Regions from separate parts of the Mus musculus genome. Here region 2 is linked to region 1. A link is a contact called in public promoter capture Hi-C data. All regions are on one chromosome and are shown on one strand. Each heading gives the region's core, a stretch centred on a gene start, on an enhancer-like site or on the middle of the called end of the contact. The rest is flanking DNA. Distances are from core to core; before and after follow the strand shown.

What was found. Capture Hi-C pulls out chosen DNA fragments and counts their contacts.
Region 2: a contact with region 1 is called in a promoter capture Hi-C map of adipose tissue. The contact joins two enhancer-like sites. A contact is called at or near these places in 1 of 15 datasets of contacts at CTCF or cohesin (the NIH/3T3 cell line), 3 of 484 Hi-C or Micro-C datasets (cerebellum, cerebral cortex and frontal cortex), 1 of 115 datasets of contacts at active chromatin or transcription factors (embryonic basal ganglia) and 1 of 9 other capture datasets (adipose tissue).

The regions. Positions count from the first base shown.
Region 1 is chr3:135,874,463-135,880,788 of GRCm38.p6, forward strand. All of the region lies in intron 6 of Slc39a8 (solute carrier family 39 (metal ion transporter), member 8), which reads left to right. Among named protein-coding and RNA genes, the nearest start is that of Gm31243, 24 kb to the right of the region's middle. Within about 2 kb of position 3,764, at least 7 of the 459 cell types and tissues checked have an H3K27ac peak or open chromatin away from gene starts, as enhancers often do. A contact at or near this core is called in adipose tissue, where this site is marked.
Region 2 is chr3:136,763,085-136,769,410 of GRCm38.p6, forward strand. The region is part of intron 1 of Ppp3ca (protein phosphatase 3, catalytic subunit, alpha isoform); the gene reads left to right. Among named protein-coding and RNA genes, the nearest start is that of Ppp3ca, 96 kb to the left of the region's middle. Within about 2 kb of position 2,552, at least 12 of the 459 cell types and tissues checked have an H3K27ac peak or open chromatin away from gene starts, as enhancers often do. A contact at or near this core is called in adipose tissue, where this site is marked.

The DNA.
Region 1 (6,326 bases), core at 2,514-5,013:
GATCTGATTTCCTATGGTATTTCCAGCTACAATGATTTCCAGTAGGAAATAGTGGCACAACGAAGTGAATAAACATCAAAGAGGCCTGCTGGAGCCTGAAAGGAGAGTTGTCATAAGAGAAACTGTGGTCTTCATTTGAGGGATACAGACAGCTTGAGGTGGGCAGAGTACACAAAGAAACTGGAAGAATAAAAACGTGACTTCTCCTGTTTTCCTTTCTGTAGGGATTCCCCAGTGGCAAGTGGAAATACAAAACAAACCAAAAAAACAAATAAACAAACAAAAACCAAACCAAAAACAAAAAACCCAAACATTTCAGGAGTCATATTCAGAGAGAGGAGGAGGAGGCAGAAGAGGAGTTGAGTCATTTCTGAGCTATTTATCATATGCTTGTAGTGCTAATTCTGAATGCTCCTTTCTGGGCTATGAATTGCAACGAAATGAGGGTTCTTTTATTTATATTTACAACCTCACTTAACACAGTTCCTGCTGTGGAACAGATACTGTACTCAATGAATTATTAAGTAGTCTGACCCCATAACTACTGTGTGATTTTTTTTGAGCATCTTGCTTCTAATCTCAGATGGTCATTCTCTGTGTCTCCAAAATGAAAATACTGAAATGTGTGTGGTTTCAGTCTTGAGGGTGTTGTAATGACCAGGGGAAGATGCAGATGCTAGCAGCAGACCTGCTTTATATATAAATTGTGAAGTACTGTGGATGGATAGGACAACAATTCTTTTCACGTTCCCTCCCAGAGTCTGTAACTTTCTGGTTCCTGTTAACTTATGAGATCAGACCTTTACCAGAGCTGGAGTTGTGAGGTCCTTGGCAGCTCTTACAAGGTGACTTGGTCACCTGTCTTCAAGAGGCTAAGTAAACAGGCAGATGATCCATGCAGAGAAAGGAGATGCATTCCCAGGACACCTTGGGAAGAAGAATGAATTAGAGAGGGTCAAACCATTCTCCTACAGCACTGGCTTACGTCCTTCCTAGTTTTTGTTTTTGTTTTGTTTTGTTTTGTTTTTCTGTTTTCTTTTTTTTAACTTTTAGAGACAGGGCCTCATTATGTCACCCTAGCTTGCCTGCAATTCTTTATGTAGACTAGGCTGGCCTTGAACTCACAGAGATGTGCCTGCCTCTGCCTCCTGCTTGCAGGGATTAGAGGTGTGCACAACAACGCCTGGCTCAAACTGCTTTTCTTAAGCCACCCTTTGTTTAAAGTTGATGTCTGTCAACTCCAGTTTGTTACTTATGTTATATTAATTTCCATTCAAGGACACATTGTATTTTTTTTTACCTTTATTTACATAGTTTTCATTTCTTGACATCTAGACCCTTTTGTTACCAATGTAATTTTCTGTAGGTTGTTACGTTCCTTTTTGACTTCATGCAGCACAGGAATACAAAATTTAACCTTTCTCTAGAATGGTTGTTTGTCTTTGTCTTCTCGCCAATAAACTTTACAGGCAATAAACCATAGAAACCTGTTTGCAGATCCTGGCTCATGTCATGTGTGCTAACTGGAAACATAAATCAAACTAGGGTTGCTCTAGCGGGACAGTCGCTCTTTCCTTCATGCATAGCAAGCCTTGCAGGCAGCCTGCTACCAGAACCCTTCTAGTTAGCAGTAGGGTCTTTCAAGTCTTCAAGGATCTACAATGCCCATTTGGAATTCTCCCCCTCCATGTCTCTACCCCCAACCATGGCTCCACTCTTTTCTTTTTCACCATATTAAAAAAATATATGCAAATCATAAAAATGTATAGAATATCTAGAAAATATAAAGATGTTTTTACAAATGGCATCCCCAGCATTTTCTGCCAAAGAGCATTATGATGAGAATTTATATGTATGTATGTATGTATGTATGTATGTTTGTATGTATGTGAATATATATATATATTCAAATATATTTGTTCTTAGTCTATTAAGGACTTTTTAGAAAGGTATCCACCTTTCTATAAAACACAGTTTTATTGTTTTTATTCTCACATTGTGTTTTGGACATGTTTGCATGTGGAAAAATAGGAATTTCCAAAGTCTTTCATGGAGGGGAGAGCCATATTTATGTGATCGGTATTCTTCTGGAAGACAGCCATGACCTCTTTGTCCTCTCCTCATCTCCTTCTCACTTCCTGCTACCCTTTTAGTCTCGTCCCTTCCTCTTTTATCTGTCACCTCCTGTCTTCCTCCTCCTTATCCCCCTCTTTCTTCCTCACATTCCTCCACACTTGCCTTCTTGCTCCCTCCTTGCCCTTCCATGCCTCTTCTCCCGCTTCAACTTCATGTGCATTACTGAAGCTGTTCCCCTAGGGAACCACCTGATATGTGCATTTTTTTTTCCGAGACAGGGTTTCTCTGTGTTCCAGGCTGTCCTGGAACTCACTTTGTAGACCAGGCTGGCCTCGAACTCAGAAATCCGCCTGCCTCTGCCTCTCGAGTGCTGGGATTAACTTCTTCCTCCTCTTCAGCTTGTGTCCAGTGGTGTCTCCTTAGACTCCCATCTGCATTCATAATTTCGGGGAGTGATATTCTTCCGACCCTCATTCAGATTACTCTACATTTTGTCTGATTTCATTTGCATTCATCTATCAAATAACGGGCATTAAGTAGAGGGGTCAAGGACACCAGGAGAACACAGCCCACTGACTTAGCTAAGCAGGGCTCATAAGGGCTCACAGAGACCGAAGCTACAAGCACGGGGCCTGCAGGGTCCTCTGCACATGTTACAGTTGTGTAGCTTGGTATTTTTTTTCGGGGGGGGGGGACTCCTAACAGTGGGAGCAGGTATGTCTCTGTCTATTTTGCCAGGTCTTGGGACTCTTTTTCTCCTATTAGGTTGCCTTGGCCAATCTTGATATGAAGGCTTTTGCCTTGTCTTATTGTATCTTGTTTAGTTATGCTTTGGTGGTTGTCTCTTGGATGTCTGCTCCTTTCTTAAGGAAAAGGGAGGGGGAGTTACCTTGGGAGAGAGCGGAGCTCGAGGTTGACTAGGAGAAGAGGGGAGGGAGATTCTGGCTAGGATGTATTATAGGAAAGAAGAATCTGTTTTCAATTAAAAAAATTAAATAAAAGATTTGTGGGAAACAAAAGAGTCTTGCTGAAGCCCAGAGTGTCAATCTGCTCAGTACCCCGACCCCCACCCTGAACGCAGCTGTAGATCCTGGGCTCACAGTCTTTTAAAACTAGGCCTTAGCCTTATCGTGGCTGAGGATTGCAAAGTCATCTTGAAGAATAAAAGCAGACAAGGAACCAAGCAAGCAAGTGATAGCAGCAGGTTTGCAACTGTAGCACTAAGCAAAAGTTTAAAAATGAAGATCAGGAGAGGAAAATCCACTAGTGTGGTTAGCTTTTTCAGTGGTCTCTCCTTAGTGATTTACTCTGGGTGAATTATGAAAGAACGGCAATTGTTTGCCTCCTGGGTGACTTTGGTTTGTTGCAAAGCGATTAACAATGTATGGCCCCTAACTTTCTCAACGGTCTAATTTGAGACCTGAGCACACAGAGCTCGAAGGAAGTATAATGAACAAGGCCAGTGAGGCCTGTGTGTGCAGGCAAGAGGGTCATGCTGGATTTATCAGTGCCATTTGTTTTGTAGAATCAAAGGTGTTTGCAGAGTCACCTTGCATGTAGGTTTCCGAGGCTCGATCTTGCATATTTTTCCCTAAATCATCACAAGAAATAAGGAAATCATAAGCATAAGAGTGGTGAGGTAAGCCAAGTGGGGAAGTGAAGCAATTGCTGGAATTCAACTCTGTCCTATTAAGTGTAACTGGGCAACGTGTTTACCACACCCAGCTCACTTTCTCTGTGGCTTTCCCCATGGCGCCCTTTGTTTCAGGTGAGCAGTCACTGCTTCCTGACTCAAGGTCCACTTTCACCGAAGCTCATTAACATTCATTTGTCACGCACTTAAAATACAGGTATGAAATAAGAAGACCTAGTCTAAAGAGAAGATGGCATTCTCTCTGTGCAAGTGTTGAGAAGAGTTTTGGGGCTAAGAGTTCAGGAAGAATTCTCAATAGGAAGTGCTTTTAGGGTTCACCACAGAGGAGACTCCCCTCCCTCCTTAGCCATCAGTCAGTGACCACTGTGCCAAAGGGGACACCCAGCTTTGTTTTCACCTCCAGGTAAATTCACTAACTTTTCCACTTTAATTTCTTTCACTCTACAGAAATTATAATAGTTTTTCTTACCTCAGATTTATTTTTTTGAGGTAAATTAAATATATAAGGTGCTTAAAGCAGGGCCTGGGACCTACTCAAGCCATTTGACTTTGTGGTCACTACTTCATAACAACAACAGCAAGGATGAAGATGGTGACTACAAATGACTCTCTCCTTGTAGAGCAGATGCTCTCAATCTGTGGGTCATGACCCCTTGAGGGGGGCAGATGACCCTTTCACAAGGGTCACCTAAGACTATTGCACAACACATATATTTACATCATAATTCATAACAGTAGCAAAATTAGGGTTATGAACCAGCCACAAAATAATTTTATGGTTGGGAACATGAGGAACTGTATATATTTTTTCTTTTTTTATTAGATGTTTTCTTTATTTATATTTCAAATGTTAACCCCTTTCCTGGTTTCCCCTCCGGAAACCCTCATCTCCTCCCTGCTCCCCCTGCTCACCAACCTACCCACTCCCTCTTCCTGGCCCTGGCATTCCCCTACACTGGCATAGAGACTTCACAGGACCAAGGGCTCCTACTCACCATTGATGACTGACAAGGCCATCCTCTGCTACATATGCAGCTGGAGCCATGGGTCCCTCCATGTGGACTCGTTGGTTGGTGGTTTAGTCCCTGGGAGCTCTGGGGGTACTGGTTAGTTCATATTGTTGTTCCTACTATGGGGCTGCAAACCTATTCAGAAACTTGGGTCCTTCCTTTCTCTAGTTTCTCCATTTGGGATGCTGTGCTCAGTCCAATAGTTAGCTGAGAGCATCCACCTCTGTATTTGTCAGGCAATGGCAAAGCCCCTCAGGAGACAGCTATATCAGGCTTCTGTCAGCCAGCACTTGTTGGCATCCATAATAGTGTCTGGGTTTGGTGACTGACTGTATATGGAATGGATCCCCCGGAGGGGCAATCCCTGGATGGCCTTTCTTTCAGTCTCTGCTCCACACTTTGAACTCCTCCCATGGGTATTTTGTTCCCCCTTCTTTGTTTTTTTCCCCCCCCACATTTTTATTAGATATTTTCTTCATTTACATTTCAAATGCTATCCCAAAATTCCCCTATACCCTACCCCGCCCTGCTCCCCTACCCACTCATTCCCACTTCTTAGCCCCGGCTTTCCCCTGTACTGGGGCATATAAAGTTTGCTAGACCAAGGGGCCTCTCTTCCCAATGATGGCCAACTAGGCCATCTTCTGCTACATATGCAGCTAGAGACTCTGCATATAACCTTCATATAGAGCTCTGAGGGTTACTGATTAATTCATAGTGTTGTTCCACCTATAGGGTTGCAGACCCCTTCAGCTCTTGGATACTTTCTCTAGCACATATATTGGGGGCCCTGTGTTCCATCCTATAAATGACTGTGAGCATCACTTCTGTATTTGCCAGGCACTGGCAAAGCCTCACAGGAGACAGCTATATCAGGGTCCCTAAAGCAAAATCTTGCTGGTGTGTGCAATAGTGTCTGCATTTGGTGGCTGATTATGGGATGGACCCCCGGGTGGGGCAGTCTCTGGATGGTCCATCCTTTCGTCTTAGCTCTAAACTTTGTCTCTGCAACTCCTTCCATGGATATTTTATTCCGTATTCTAGGGAGGAATGAAGTATCCACACGTTGGTCTTCCTTCTTGATTTTCTTGTGTCTTGGAAATTGTATCTTGGGTATTCTAGTTTCTGGGCTAATATCCACTTATCAGTGAGAGCATATCAAGTGACTTCTTTTGTGATTGGGTTACCTAACTCAGGATAATATCCTCCAGATACATCCATTTGCCCAAGAATTTCATAAATTCATTGTTTTTAATAGGTGAGTAGTACTCCATTGTGTAAATGTACCACATATTCTGTATCTATTCCTCTGTTTAGGGACACCCGGGTTCTTTCCAGCTTCTGGATATTATAAATAGGGCTGTTATGAACTTGTTCCCCCTTCTAAGGAGGACCAAAGTATCCACACTTTGGTCTTCCTTCTTCTTGAGCTTCATGTGGTCTGTGAATTGTATCTTGGGTAGTCCGAGCTTCTGGGCTAATATCCACTTGTCAGTGAATGCATATCATGTGTGTTCTTTTGTGATTGGGTTGCCTCACTCAGAATATCTTCTAGTTCGATCCATTTGTCTAAGAATTTCATTAAT
Region 2 (6,326 bases), core at 1,302-3,801, 890 kb after region 1:
ATGCAGCTGATTCTTGAGGCTTTTTGATGGGAATGTGTGGGGCTGCAGTTAGGAAAAAGGCCAGAAGGGAGGCAGGCTTCATTGAAAACAATGAATATGTTTTTACTTATTCCACAATTTGGGCCCATCTTCCAGTTGCTAACAAGTTATCAGTGAGCTAACAGTATCTTTCCCTTGATAATGCCTGTAAAAACAATGAAAACTATGCTAAGCTAAGGTGATGTGAGTCTTAAAAGTACCTCCAGTGAGACCTACAAGAGGGGATAGAAATAATGTATACACTTACATAGAGGAGGGCAGGAACAGGCATGCATGCACACACACACACACACAGAGACACACACACTCACACACACACATGCACACACAGACACACACATACACACACACTCACACACATACACACACTCACACACATACACACACACTCACACACACACATACACACACACTCACACAACATACACACACTCACACACGAGTCAGAGAGTGTATTTTATTTACGATTAAATATTTCTAAAGTTTTATTTTGTATAACTTGTAGAACACGTTTGATTCTCTGTCAGTCTGCACAAGCCTCCATACCTGTCTGTATTCTCAGAGGTCAATAACCTCAAATATCCCCACATAACTTGAACATCCTTTCCCTCCATTTCCGTTCCCATTCCTGGGAATTTCCTCCCATCCATCACCATTTCTGTTGTCCTTCCCCTCTCTTACAGGCTCCTCTTAAGCCAGTTTCCACTCTGGGAGCCATGGTGCCTCCCTGGGCCCCGCTGTACTCCCTGTGCCTCCGTGTGTCTCCGTTTGCCTCTTTCCACTTCTTTCCCAGATGCCCTGTGGACAAGGCTGGAAACAGCACACAAGGGAATGATTAGCTGAAATTTGGCCTTGGGAACTGTGGAGACCAACAAGCTTGCAACCACTTCCTAAGGACTCAGATTTTATTAACCCATTCTAAATTCACCCCTCCCCTTCCTTGCCTGTTACCAGCCTCCCTGACTGTTTGTTTTCTTTCCCTTTCTTTTCTTTTAGTCAAGATTTACTTTTTAGACCAATGATTATATCAAAATAGAGTTCGTGGGAATGCAGCTTTGAGAGCAGGGGTTGTCTCACAATCCTCCTTTCTCTGTGTTTGAGTTTGCTCCAGTTCTCATAATGCAACCACTAAGTCCCAAGAATAATTTCTTTCACTAAGGAAGTAGGTGAAATTAGACTCCAGGGTAGGGAGCTGCTTGCTGCCTGGACCTAGGACCCCAGAGCTGGCCTTTCCAAGCCACAGACATTTTCTCCCTGGATATGTTGCACACATGCATGTTCAGACTACTGAATTAAAGTCATCATTTTAGTACGATACTACTTTTTTGGAATTACAAGGTGTTGGCTATCTTTAGTAATTTCGGAGACTGTATTGAATCAATTCTTAGCTGGTTCTTTAAAATGTGTATTCTGCATCCTTCTGCAGCACATTTTTGAACTAATTCAGTCATTATTAGACTTAACATTAACTGCTGGAGCCAGTCTAATACTACAGCAGAAGGTCCTTCCTCAGTCATTTGATGCTGGTAGATGAGATGCTGGGGTATTTCATGCTGGGCCTCCATTCAGAAATTCCCAGAGAGCCAGCCATGTACACTTTGTTAATTGGAAAACCAAGTCTATCATCCAATGGGACCACACCAACTCTGCTTTCCAGAAGTTATCTTTGCAGAGTTTGTGCATTCCCTGAGCCTTTCTTAATTAAACAACTCTGCTCACAGCAGTGTGTACAGCTACTGCTACGTGAGGCCCCTTGGGCAGTTAACCTGGGTTGCCTTTCTCCTTGCTGGGACTGGCTAGGCCCATCCTTTTCCTACAGTTGAAGTCTTTGATAGTTGGAATTTTGCAAATTTCAGTGCATGTTGTGCATTCACAGAAGCATATCTGAAGAACGTAATCAAAATCAACGCTACCACAAAGATTCTTTTTTCCTCCAAATATGCATAGAGAGACTGTGTTTTGACTTTTTTTTTTCATGAAGTAAATGGAATCCTAATTCAAGACAAATTGGAAAGATAAAATGTAAAATTCCTTTTTGTAAAAAAATCAAGGCTGCTCCTTAGTTTGGTTTGGAGTTTCCCTGTCGCAGAATGAAATGGATAATTAAATGCATATAGTTCAATCTGATTACTAACTAGATAATTACCCTTCATAGACGCTTCAGATGCGGTGGGTACAGGAGTTTGAATTATAATTCCATTCTCACAAGATTCCCCTTCTGTGACTGTTTCAGTAATTCTCGTTTCGACGTGGCAATAGTTTACAGTTGTGCCGCCTTCTGTGTATACCACATGAAGAAGACTTTCCTGGTGATCAAAAGAAACTCCCCTCCCTTTTGGGTGCCTGAAAAGTTCACCTCTATTTTAGTTCCTTGCACCATTAAGTGTTTTAAGTACTTCTCTAAGATGAAGACATCACACTCGCTTAAAATTATTTGCTACATCGCATTTTCTCGCATTGTATCCCAACCTCAGATAAGCACTGGTTTAGAATGTGAGTCATGGAGAGACTTCCTTGGGAAGGCACTCCCTAGAGAGGGAGATGAGGCCTCTGAGCTCCACGGGCCACAGATAGGACTGAGCAGGAGAAGTGAAGTTTTGTCTTTGTTCTGTACTTTATTGTGGTCCCCTAATTAATCAGCAAAAACTTGTTGAATTGGGTTTCTGTCTGGAAGGGATTAAGTGATACACACAAAACTATAGCTCCCTGTCTTTTTAGACTGTTCAATGAAGCAGGAACTAAAGCACAGTTGGTACAGTTGTGCTTTTATGACTCTGCAGCCCAATAACAGGAAGGGTGCCTGGGGGAACAGCAGGCATCAGGCAGAAGGAAGATTCAGTTGATTTTTAAATTATGAATAAACCACTGACTCTCCTAAAAATGATCAGCATTCATTGTATAAAATGTATTTAGCTGTCATGTTTTCCATTGTATTATGCACATGCTGTTTTTAGTAAATACGATACTCTATCACATGTCCATATATATTAATGTACACACTTATATCCCATTACCCCATTGACACCCATGCTTTCAGCATTGAACTAACCAGTAGAACTATATTTATTTATGGTTGGAGTACTTACTCATTTAATGTAGACCTTGCCTGATTTTAAAAAGAGCTGTAAAATTTATACACTAAGTGCCATCCATATTTTTTCAAAAGAATATTCTCCTGGGGCTGGATGCCTTGGAGTTTGAGAGCATATGCTGTTCTCATAGAGGATCCAAGTTTGGTTCTTAGCACCTTTGTCAGGTGACCCACAGCTGCTGTGACTTCTACTCCAGGGGATCCAGCGTGTTCTGGCCTTCAAGGATACCTGCATACATATGTCAAGTACATGTACATAAATAAAAGCAATTAAAAAAAAAAAAAAAAACAACAGAACAAAACACCTGCTGAACCCTGGGCAGGCTTCCGCCTCGCCAGGAACAATGTTGTTTTCCCACTTACTTGAAATGATATTTTGTGACGTCACTGTTTCTCACTATTTCTCTTGCAAGTTGGCATAGTTTTCGAAGTCCTTACATGAAGAACAGTGCAATATACTCTGACAATTTGTTGGTTTTTATCTGGAGAAAGGGTTCTTAGAATGTGTGTGTGAAAGTGGTGTTTCGAGAGATGCCAGGTTCCAGGAAGCCGACGTTCTCTGTGCACAGCTGTGGATGTGGAAATGTGAGCTCTGTGGTTCTCCCAGCTGATCCATTCACTGTAAGAACTTGACTTGCTTTCCACAGTGCTGGGCAGAGTCTCTATGGAGGCTCATTTATATGGTCAGTGCTCCTGTGTGTGGGCACGCTCCATCTCCTACTTTGGTAGCAATGGGCATTACTTAGGGCATTACCCAGGATGTTCAAAGCCTTTTCTTGCTTCACATACTTTCTTCCAGCTATAGTATTAGGATTTAAGGAGGTTCTAATTTGTTTAATATTTTTTGTGTCTATTGGGAAATTTTGTCCACGTATTCTATATAGTAACAACTAGAGCAGAGGAAGGGCTGAAACATCTATGTTTGTGACCTGTGCCTATGCAAGTCAGTGTGTTTGCTTATGTGCACATATGTGTGTTTCGCTCTGTGTGTGTCTCTGTGTGTGTTTGTGTATACATGTGTACCTGTCGGTCTGTCTGTCTGTCACTTTTGTGAGCGTGCATGTGTGTGTTTATGTGTACTTGTATATATATCTCCAGTGTATATTATATATTTGTGTGTGGAGGTGTGGGGGCTGAAGAAAGTTGCCATAAGCCTTGGGTGTCAGAAAGTACACAGATGCATCCCAGTCTTGCCAGAGTAAGGTCAGCCCAATTCTGTTTTACCACTTAAATTCACATCCTTCATTACCACTTTGCCCACTGAATTTTAACACCAATATCCTGGCCATATTATGTAGCACTGTTTCATTTCCATAAATATTTTTGTTGAAAGCAAGCATGGATTTTCCAATTCTCCTCACTTTTCTCTTATTCTCATGCTTCGAACTTTTATCTTGATCACAACAACTTCCAAATTGATTGCCTTGCTTCAAGTGTTGAAAATTTCTTTATTAAATAACTTGGTCTAAGACAGACTTTATTCAGTTTTCATTTATAACATGTTTTAGAGAAGAAAAGAGAAAGGGCATTGATTTCATATTAGCTTTTTGCTGTAGTTTCTTGTGTTTTTCATAAGTTGTGTTTTTATTTCATGTGTATATATGTGTGCCAGTGTCAGTGTATGTCATGTGAGTGTGAGTGCTCAGAGGCCAGAAAAAGCTGTCAGATCCCCTGGAGCTGGAGTTTCAGGACCTTGTTTGTTTCCAGATGTGGGTTTTGGGAACTGAACTTGGGTCCTTTGGCACTGCAGCAAGTGCTCTTAACCATTGAGCCATCTCCCCAACTCCTCTTGTGTGTTATGTACATAGCACATAACAGCATCTTTAGTTTTTCAATTTTGGATCCCTCGTAACAGTCCAAATGTGATTTTTTTGTATTTCTTCTGGAAATATACTTTCATATAACCAATGGCAAATTTACCATATATGTTACTATAGGCATTCTAGAGCCAAGTAACTCCTTGAGACATCAGAGAGTTCTAGATTTTTCAATGATTGGTCTTTATGTTGAACAATGAGTCGTTTTTAGGTAACTATAGCTTGCAGAGGTATTCGCAATCATTGTGTCTATCAGCATTTGTTTCAGGGAAGTTCAATTAAAAGAATTCCATTTCTTTAACATTTGCTTTATTTATTCAACACATGTTCATTGACCATCTTTTTAAAGTTCATTAAGATGATATGTATGATGATAATGATGAAGATGATGTATGTGGGGGGGGCTTGCTTGTGTATGTGCATATGAGTTGGGGTGTCTTTTGTGGTCAAAAAATGGCCATGAGCCCCTTGGAACTGGAGTTAACAGGCAGTTGTGAATTCCTAATGTGTGCTGGAAATGAACTCTGGTCTTCTGCAAGAGCGGTACTTGCTTGCCCTTAACACTGAGTACTATCCTAGTCCCTTTTAGAAACTACTGTCATTTTTTATGTTAGGTACTAGGTATGCAGCACTAAGCACATTTAACAAAAACATTTCTGTCCTCCTGTTCTTTGCCTTTTGGTGGAGACATGGCAGGGAAACACCAAACAAAATATATGATCCCTCATGCGGGGAGTTTTTGGGATAAACTAACAGTAGAAATGTAGACTGGGAAGTGTTGGGAGTGTGCTCCTTAAAATACAGTGTCAGGGAAGATGCCAGGGAAATGGCATTTGTAGGAACCTGGAGGAGATGAGGGAGCAGCTGACAGCTTCCAGGAGAGGAGGGAGGGAGTGTCCTATCTGCAGGAAGACTTCAGACCCTAGAAGCATTGGACTCCTCAGAGTGCAGAGGAGCTGGCTGATACACAGGGACTAGGGTGGAGTTCCTTGAGGAGGCGGAGCTGAAGAGAGGAACCAGTCCACATTGTGAGTGCTTTGGCTTTATTCTGATTGTGAAGCCATTGGCCTGCTTTAGCAGCCAGACTTACTGAAAAGGTCATTAGAAACTCTAGCCCTGGTTGGTTCAATGAAACTTCTTATTTATAATCTGCGCTGACATCTTTGTTCACTCAAAGGTTTTACTACTTAGAGTATTGTGTTTCTGTAGACTCGATGCATGGGGTATATGCGTCTCCTGTTAGATCCACAGTCATTTCAGTACCCACTTTCAGGTGCTCAGACACGGTGCAGTGTGTTAGTGTGTTAGTGTAGGCACACTTGCCTTCTGACCTCTTTGGGGGCTCTTGTAGTGGGATTTTTTAAATGGAAACAAACTGA